Regions from separate parts of the Arachis hypogaea genome. Here region 2 is linked to region 1. A link is a contact called in public Hi-C data. All regions are on one chromosome and are shown on one strand. The core of a region is the stretch at or near the end of the contact, and the rest is flanking DNA. Distances in the headings are between cores, read along the strand shown.

Region 1 (4,470 bases), core at 1,108-3,607:
TGAGAGCAACTCACGTTTAGAACCATATATATACTGCACTGTCTACCACTAAATCGAACCGGACTGGTTCGAATTCAGTTTGTGTAATTCGAACCAGCCTAGTTCGAATTACTTGATGCAGCGTCTCCCCATATAATTCGAACCAGCTTGTTTCGAATTATGTGCTACGTTTTCCTCCCAAGTAATTCGAACCACCCTGGTTCGATTTACTTGAATGAATTTCTCTCTTAGTAATTCGAACCACCCTGGTTCGAATTACTCATGAATAGAGTTCGAACCACACTGGTTCGAATTATATAAATATAGGGTTTGGCTAATTGCAGAAACGAATTTCACTTTGGCTCATTTAGGTAATTTGCAACTTCCCTTGGTTTATTCTAGTTTTTTGCCCTTTAAAAAATGTGCAAAAGAAAATTCACAAAGTAAAGTGAAACTAAAGATAAAAGTTCTTTTTGAAAACAACAATGCTAGGGAACCAGAAGGGTATTAGCTAAAAATCAGCTAAATACCTTTGGGTGAATCCAAAATTTCTACGAGTGAATATATATGGATGTTTCTTCTGCTAAGTATTAGAATGTTTCTTTTTCATACTAAATGTGTGTTCTTTTATATATTTTTCGAATTTTTTTGTATTGCAAATGTGAATGTCTCTATTTCTTTAAGAATTTCATATTTTTTTAAAATTTTATAAATATTTAATTATTTTTGCTAAAATATAGCTGAATATTTCTTTTGTTAAGTATTAAGATTTTTTTTTATATTAAATGAATGTTTTTTTTATAATTCATGGCCTACCCGCCTTGTCCAGTGTAGATTATGACATCTCCTTCGTCCATATCATCTTCGTAGCCACCGGAGACAATAACACTCGTTGCAATTGACTCATTGTTGGGGCTCATGGAAGCTGCCAGGTAATCAATGCCAGGTAAGTCGAAGGTGGACTTCGTGTTGAAGCAGTTGTCTTAGATGCGCTTGTTGAGGGCGTCGCGGAGAGAATGGAAGTCGCCGGCGTTTTAGGCAGCATTGGTGAGAGAAAAAGGTCTGTGTGTGATTGTTGGAGGTGGGTAGGTTAATGTGAGAGAGAGGAGGAATGCTTTTTATAGGTTTTAATTACGTTTATTTAATCAATTTTAAATTTTTTAAATTTTAAATTTAAAAAATTTAAAATTAATAATTAATATAAATTAATGTGGTTTTGTTTAGTTTTTGGCTGGTAACCTCTTGGTTCTATATACTTTTCCTTTTGAAAAACAAAAAGTATTTAATATTAATACAATAGTTATTAAAATCAGAGAATCCATTGGTTTAACTGAAAAACTATTCGTCACCAAAAAAAAAAAAAAAAAACTGAAAAACTATTCAGCCGATATAATCGGCCTTGTTAAAATATTAAATCGAATAAATAATTAATCGATTGAATTAGTTAAAATCTGATAAAAACAAATTGCTTCACAAAAGTCACCAAAAAAAAAAAATTGCTTCACAAAAAAATAATTTATAAATTGGTCATCAAATAGGTCGTTCACGTGCATGGGCGAATTTGCAAAAACTTGAGGAGAATTCTTGAAATAACTCCAAAAATTCTTTTGGTTGAATTCAAAACATTAGAATAATATAATAATTAACTTTTTATTTTATTATCAATCTCTTCACTTAAAATTTTTTTAGTAGTCTTTTGTCTCTCACCAACTTACCAGTTAGTCAAACTAGTTATTTTACTTATATGTGTTAATATATATTCGTTGAAATATTTAGTTAAATTATGATTTATTTAATTTTATTTCATGTTTAATTAATTTAAATATGTTGAAATATTTTCTCTTTGATTCTTGTATATATCAAATATTCTGAAAGCACTAATAAAAAAAAAGTTAAAAAGGGCAAAAAAGAAAATTAAATTTATGGAAAAGTAAACAACTTCAAAAGTTTTCATTTTGATATCCAATAAGTGTCTTTATTCTTTAGAAATTAGAAGAGTATTTAGTTAAGAAAAACTACATATTAGGGAGAATTTTATTATACGTATATTTTACAAATTACTAAACATAACAACCGAAAGAATATTAATATACTATATTGAATAAATGTATTTTAAAATTTTGATAAGAGAAAGTCTAGGAACCAGCAACTTTTGTATTTTGTCGTGAACACTTAACCATTAAAAAAAAGTGAGTAATCTTCTACCATTAAATATAATTTCACACCATTAAAAACACTATTGATAGCCAATTGATGGTTACAAAATAAAAAAATTGCTGCCCATAGCACTCCTGATAAATATGTTGGCAATCAATTACAGTATTATTTTTCAAAAAATCTTAATATGGGTGTAAATAGCAAAATTTAACCAAGAGTCGTCACCAAAACTCTACCCAAGAAGAAAAATATAGATTGAATTGAAAGTGGAAAAAAGAAAAGAAAGAACAAAATGGTGAAAAATAAATAAAAAACAGGAAAAAAAATGAATGGAATGGAATGGAAGGAAAGCTGTGGAATGTGGATTAATCTAGAAGTGGTAAGGAGGAGAGAGATGAGTAAACCTGCAAGGCCGTAAGCATAGTTGTATGAGACAGCGAACATAAAGAAAAAGAATAATCAATTATGAATATGGCATTTCTGAGAACAGTGGCAACTACCACTACCACTGCTATTGCTGCATCTGCTATTCCTGCTGCTTTCGCCTTTTCTTCTCTATCCTCTTCTACTTCTTCTTCTCCTTCTCAATCTTCCAAATCGCCAAACTCACCCTTCTCTCTCAACCCCAACCGATTCGGCCTCGTTAAAACATTTGCTGCCCCGCCCTCCCCTCTCCAAATGGACCACAACACTGCTTCTCAGGTATTCCCCCTTTTTAATATCTCTCTAGAATCTTCCTCTTCTTACTTATTAATTATTGATTATTCATTATATCTCTCTCTTACAGAACCATCATTCTTCCTTGCCGGAGTTACTGGTCAGTTTCATTATCTTCTCTATCTCTCTCTATTCTTGTATTAGCATCCGTGCAATTGCAAATTTGGATAGATATCTATTCGTCTAGGTTCAGCTAAGGTTAATCCTTCAGCTAATTATTATTATTATTATTATTATTATTATTATTATTATTATTATTATTATTATAGGGGATTGGGAATAGATTCTTTGTAATGGAATTGGTTTAGTTAATTTGTCCGATCTTCTGATTTGGTGTAGACGGAGTACATGGTGGATATGAAGTGTGAAGGTTGTGTTAATGCTGTTAAAAACAAGTTGCAGACCATCAATGGTACGTGTTCTGTTCTGATGAATGTTTTCTTTGAACCTCTGGATCGGCTAGTGCAATTAATTTCTATTCACAAGTGACCAACCTGTTTGGATTTTGGAGTAATTTAATGAATTGGAATTTATTTTTTTCTACGGATATACTACTAAATGCATTTTCATTTTAGATATATCAGTTCACAAATTTCAGTTATGGCATCCTACACTGGAGTGTTCATCATTTATGTCAAACTGGTCTTGTCAACTTTCTGCAGGAGTGAAGGATGTAGAGGTGGACTTGAGCAATCAGGTAGTTAGGATTCGTGGTTCGACTCCAGTGAAGACCATGACTGAAGCTTTGGAACAGACTGGTAGAAAAGCCCGATTAATCGGACAGGGAACACCTGAAGGTTTGCTAGTAGATTTCTCGCTTGGTTATGATTTATCAGTGGAAATTTTATCACTTTATTCTACTTGATGAGTATTGAGTAACAAGTATAATGAGTATGACCAGTTTTGCGTCAAGTAATTTTTTTGTGCATGAACCCTAAACCCTTAGGCCTTTAGGAATATTGGAGAAACCAACTTCTGAACTAGTAACTACTGATAACAAACTTCAATTAACTTCTAATTACAATAATACCTCTTATTATGAAGGGTAGTAGAATAAGATAATTATGAAATGATGCTAGTATGTTGATGGATATGATCAACTGTTCTGCCTATCAGGCTCAACCCTGAGCAATCCTTATTAGATCAGGTGAAAAAATGGATCTTGATACATCTATATTGGGGGCGCATCTTCTATCCCTCATTATTGTTGATAGGATTGTTAATGCTTCCATTTTCATGACACACTAGGTTTGGCCTGTATTTGTCTTTACCTCCTTTGAATTCATAGTCTAATGAACTAGAGCATGCATTAGAAGACTTGGCTCTCACTTTACACAGTTTCTTAACAATTTGGCAGTAGCACTAAAGACTTAATTTTATATGTTTGCTAAACCCCATTTTCTGTAGATATATATGTTAAGAGGTTGATGATTGAAAATGATCTTATTGGAAATGATCTTATCTGGGACACTATTGTCTCCAATAACGTTTCTATTCTTTATCAGTTTCTTTTGTTCTGAAAATTTTTTTCTGAAGATATAGATCTTATGTGATCTTGATTTGAATGACTTATTTATAGATATTGTTTATGATGGGATGTAATGGCATTGTTTGCTC
Region 2 (4,470 bases), core at 1,103-3,602, 160 kb before region 1:
AATAATCCAGGAGCTCTGCCACCGAGTACAAGAACTCGAAGGCCGGATCACCGCAAAAGAAAAACACATCACCGGAAACGAAAGTCACGCGACTTCTAGATCTAGATCCCGCCACGGCAGATCGCCAGAACGGCGACACGCCAAAAGGCATAATAGAAGCACCTCGCGCGGTCAAAGACGCGACAGATCACCAGAACGGCGACACAACAAAAGATACGACCACAGTATTTCCCGCGACCCTGCTCACACGGAAGACGACCGACGACACCGAGACACAAAGCGCACGAGGAACGACCACACGATAATGGGAGCTACCCCCTTCACAGAAAGGATCTTAAAAGCAAAACTACCCAAAGGTTTCGATAAATCCACGGATATGAAGTACGACGGAACAAAAGATCCCCAGGAACACCTAACGGCCTTCGAGGCCAGAATGAACCTAGAAGGAGCAGCCGACGCGGTCCGATGCAGAGCTTTTCCGGTAACCCTAGCAGGGCCAGCAATCAAGTGGTTCAACGCCCTCCCAAACGGATCCATAACCAGCTTCCACGACATCTCGCAAAAGTTCATGGCCCAATTCACAACTAGAATCACTAAAGCCAAACACCCCATCAGTCTACTAGGGGTCACACAGAAACAAGACGAATCCACAAGGAAATACCTCGACCGCTTCAACGATGAATGCCTAACGGTCGACGGACTCACGGATTCCGTCGCAAGCCTCTGTCTAACCAACGGGCTCATGAACGAAGATTTTCGCAAACACCTTACCACCAAACCAGTATGGACCATGCACGAGATCCAGAACATCGCCAGAGATTACATCAATGATGAGGAAGTCAGCCAGGTCGTCGCTGCCAATAAACGGCAACATGGCAACGCCCAGCACGGCAGTTCGGCACCCCGGCATAACCCACCACCCAGAGAAAATCAGAGGGACCACCCTAAGCCAACAAACGCAAACCGACCGCCCAGAATCGGCAAATTCTCTAATTACACACCCCTAACAGCTCCAATTACCCAGATATACCACCAAATAGCGGACAGAGGTATCATCCCAAAAGCCCGGCAACTTAAAGAAAGAACGGGCGGCAGCAAAACCTTCTATTGCGACTACCACCGAGGATACGGGAACAGGACACAAGACTATTTTGACCTTAAGGACGCCCTCGAACAAGCTATAAGGGACGGCAAACTCCAAGAGTTCGCCAAAATCATCAGAGAGAGACAGGTCGCCAGAAAGAAAAGGGTGCAACCCGAGGACACAAAAACAAACCCCCAGGGAAAGCCCATAAGACGACCTAACCATAATAGTGAACGTTATCATAGGCAAGGACGTGTCAGGCAAATCGAAAACAACACTAAAAAAGGACCTCAAAGTCCTGGCCATCAGAGACCAAGCTCCAACCAATACCACCGGCAAAACGATAACTTTCCTACCCGAGGACTGCCAGCACGGCACCTCGGCTGAAGACGCTCCTTTCGTCATCTCGGCAAGAATCGGAACAGGACTAGTCCGGAGAATACTGGTGGACACCGGCGCAGACTCCAACATCCTTTTCCGAGGAGCCTTCGACAAAACCGGGCTCTGCAACGAAAATCTCCAAACATACCGCAACGGCGTCACGGGACTCGTGGAAAAATTTCTCAAACTAGAAGGTTCCATCACCCTCCCCCTCACCATAGGAACAGGTAACCAAAGGATGACAATTCTATCTGAATTCGTGGTCCTAAAAGACTCCACCGCTTACAACGTCATCCTCGGGAGAAAAACAATCAATGATTTCTCGGCCATCATCTTCACCAAATACCTTCTTATGAAATTCATCACGGAAGACGGCTCCATCGGGACCATCCACGGAGACCGCGAAGTCACGGCAGAATGCGACAACACCAGCCTGACTTTGCGGAAAAAATCCCGTGACGCGGCTGGGATATTCCTAGCCGACCTAGACGCCCGACAAGACGGCCAACCTAGGCCAGAACCGGAAGGCGACATGAAAAAACTACAAGTAGGGCAAACCAAAGACGAGTACAACTTCATCAATAGGAACCTCCCATATAACCTTAAAGAAGACCTTTCCCAATTTTTGAAACAAAACAGAGACTTGTTCGCTTTTACGCCAGTCGACATGTTTGGGATAGACCCCGACCTAATGTCCCACCGGCTAGCCGTAGACCCCAAGGCCAAACCCGTGGCACAAAGGAGACGGAAAATGTCGTCAGACCGAGCGACCGAGGTCAAGAGACAAGTACAAGCCTTACTCGAAGCAAACTTCATCCGAGAACTACCCTACACGACGTGGTTAGCAAACGTCGTACTAGTAAAAAAGTCCAACGGAAAGTAGCGAATGTGCGTCGACTACACGGACCTCAACAAAGCCTTTCCAAAAGACGCCTTTCCCCTGCCAAACATCGACGGGTTGGTGGACGTCGCATCTGGACATCGATACCTCAGCTTCATGGACGCATACTCCGGCTATAATCAAATACCCATGCAGCGACCCGATGAAGAAAAAACGGCATTCATCACCCCCGACGGAACGTACTGTTACACAGTCATGCCTTTCGGCTTGAAGAACGCCGGAGCCACCTACCAACGGCTCGTTAACAAGATATTCCAGAACCTGTCCGGAACCAAACTAGAAGTCTACATAGACGACATGCTCGCCAAGACCGACTCCGGCGAACAACTCATCAGCGACCTCAAGGTCATAATGAACACCCTACGAAAGCACAAAATGCCACTCAACCCGACAAAATGCGCCTTCGGAATGGAGGCAGGGAAGTTCCTCGGCTTTATGATCACACAACGTGGAGTTGAAGCCAACCCAGAGAAATGTCGCGCCGTCCTTGAGATGACAAGCCCAAAAAATATAAACGACATCCAAAAGCTCACCGGCCGTCTGACAGCACTATCTCGCTTTCTCGGAGCATCGGCCCAAAAGGCAATCCCCTTCTTCAGAGTGATGAAAAAAGGAACCCTCTTTAAATGGGAAGCAGAATGCGAAAAAGCATTCCAACATTTCAAGAAAGTCCTAGCGGAACCACCAGTTCTTGCCAAACCCCAAACAGGGGAGACTCTCTACTTATACCTCTCCATAACAGAAGAAGCACTCGCAGCGGCACTCATCCGCGAAAACGAGAAGAAAGAACAAAAACCCATATATTTCATAAGCAAGGTCCTACAAGACACGGAAACTCGCTACTCGCACCTGGAAAAACTAGCCTTCGCCCTCCTCACGGCCTCCCGACGTCTGCGGCAATATTTTCAGGCCCACCCTGTGACAGTTCGAACCGACCAAGCAGTTAAACAGGTACTACAAAAACCCGATTTAGCGGGCAGAATGCTAGCATGGTCCATCGAACTATCCCAGTTCGATATCAAGTTCGAACCCCGATACGCAATCAAAGCACAGGCCATGACCGACTTCATCGCCGAGATGACACTGGGAAACTCCACCCCCGAATCATGGAAACTACACGTTGACGGCACCTCGAACGTCACTTCCGGAGGTGCCGGAGTCATTCTCGAAAGTCAAAACGGAGTTGTGATCGAACAGTCAGTACGATACGAATTCCCAGTCTCAAACAACCAAGCAGAATATGAGGCCCTCCTGGCAGGCTTAGCCCTAGCCAAAGAAGTCGGAGCAAAGGTCCTGGAAATAAATACGGATTCCCAAGTAGTCAGTTCCCAAATTAACGGAGACTACCAAACACGAGATCCCCTGCTACAACAATACGTCGCCAAAGTTAACAAACTAAAGGAAGAATTCAACCACGTAACCATACGGCACGTCCCCAAGAAACGTAATGCCAGGGCCGACCTCCTCTCTAAACTAGCCAGCACTAAACCAGGACACGGCAACAAATCGCTAATTCAGGAAGTCGTCAAATCACCGTCCATATCCACGATGGCTAATGCCTATCTGACACTCTCCCACCAAGGATCGTCGACCTACCCCATCCTACAATATCTCCTTAAAGGAACACTACCCGAAGACCCCAAAGAGGAAAAACAGACAAAAAGGGAAGCCGCCAACTATACAGTCGTCGCAGGACAACTATACAAACGCGAATTCTCGCAACCCCTGCTCAAATGCGTCGAAACAGGGGACACGGAGTACATACTCCGCAAAATCCATAAAGGTTGTTGCGACCACCACGTCGGAGGTAAAACCCTTGCCCAAAAAGTCATCCGGGCCGGCTACTTCTGGCCCACGGTGATCCGGGACTCCACGCAGCTAGTAAAAAATTGCGACAAATGCCAAAGGCACGCCAATATCCACCAAGCAGCCCCACACCAGCTCAGCATCATATCGGCAGAGCGGCCATTCGGCACCTGGGGGATCGACCTTGTCGGACCTTTTCCCACGGCACCCAGCCAACTCCGATACCTCATCGTCGCCGTAGACTACTACACTAAGTGGATCGAGGCCGAGCCCCTGGCCTCTATCACGGCAACCCAAT

Evidence for each region. Hi-C and Micro-C count contacts between places; a contact is called where the count stands out from the background.
Region 2: a contact with region 1 is called in a Hi-C map of leaf, with 3 times the contacts expected there. The contact joins the promoter of LOC112721386 here to the promoter of LOC112721363 in region 1. A contact is called at or near these places in 2 of 8 Hi-C or Micro-C datasets (both in leaf).

What each region holds. Positions count from the first base shown.
Region 1 is chr11:55,923,749-55,928,218 of arahy.Tifrunner.gnm2.J5K5, reverse strand. It overlaps LOC112721363 (copper chaperone for superoxide dismutase, chloroplastic/cytosolic), which reads left to right and starts at 2,357. Exons shown (of 6, transcript XM_025772434.3): 1 at 2,357-2,838; 2 at 2,924-2,953; 3 at 3,193-3,265; 4 at 3,516-3,650. The coding sequence starts at 2,602.
Region 2 is chr11:56,081,112-56,085,581 of arahy.Tifrunner.gnm2.J5K5, reverse strand. It overlaps LOC112721386, which reads left to right and starts at 2,352. Exons shown (of 2, transcript XM_025772456.1): 1 at 2,352-4,173. The coding sequence starts at 2,352. All of the region lies in intron 4 of LOC112721392 (ribokinase), which reads left to right.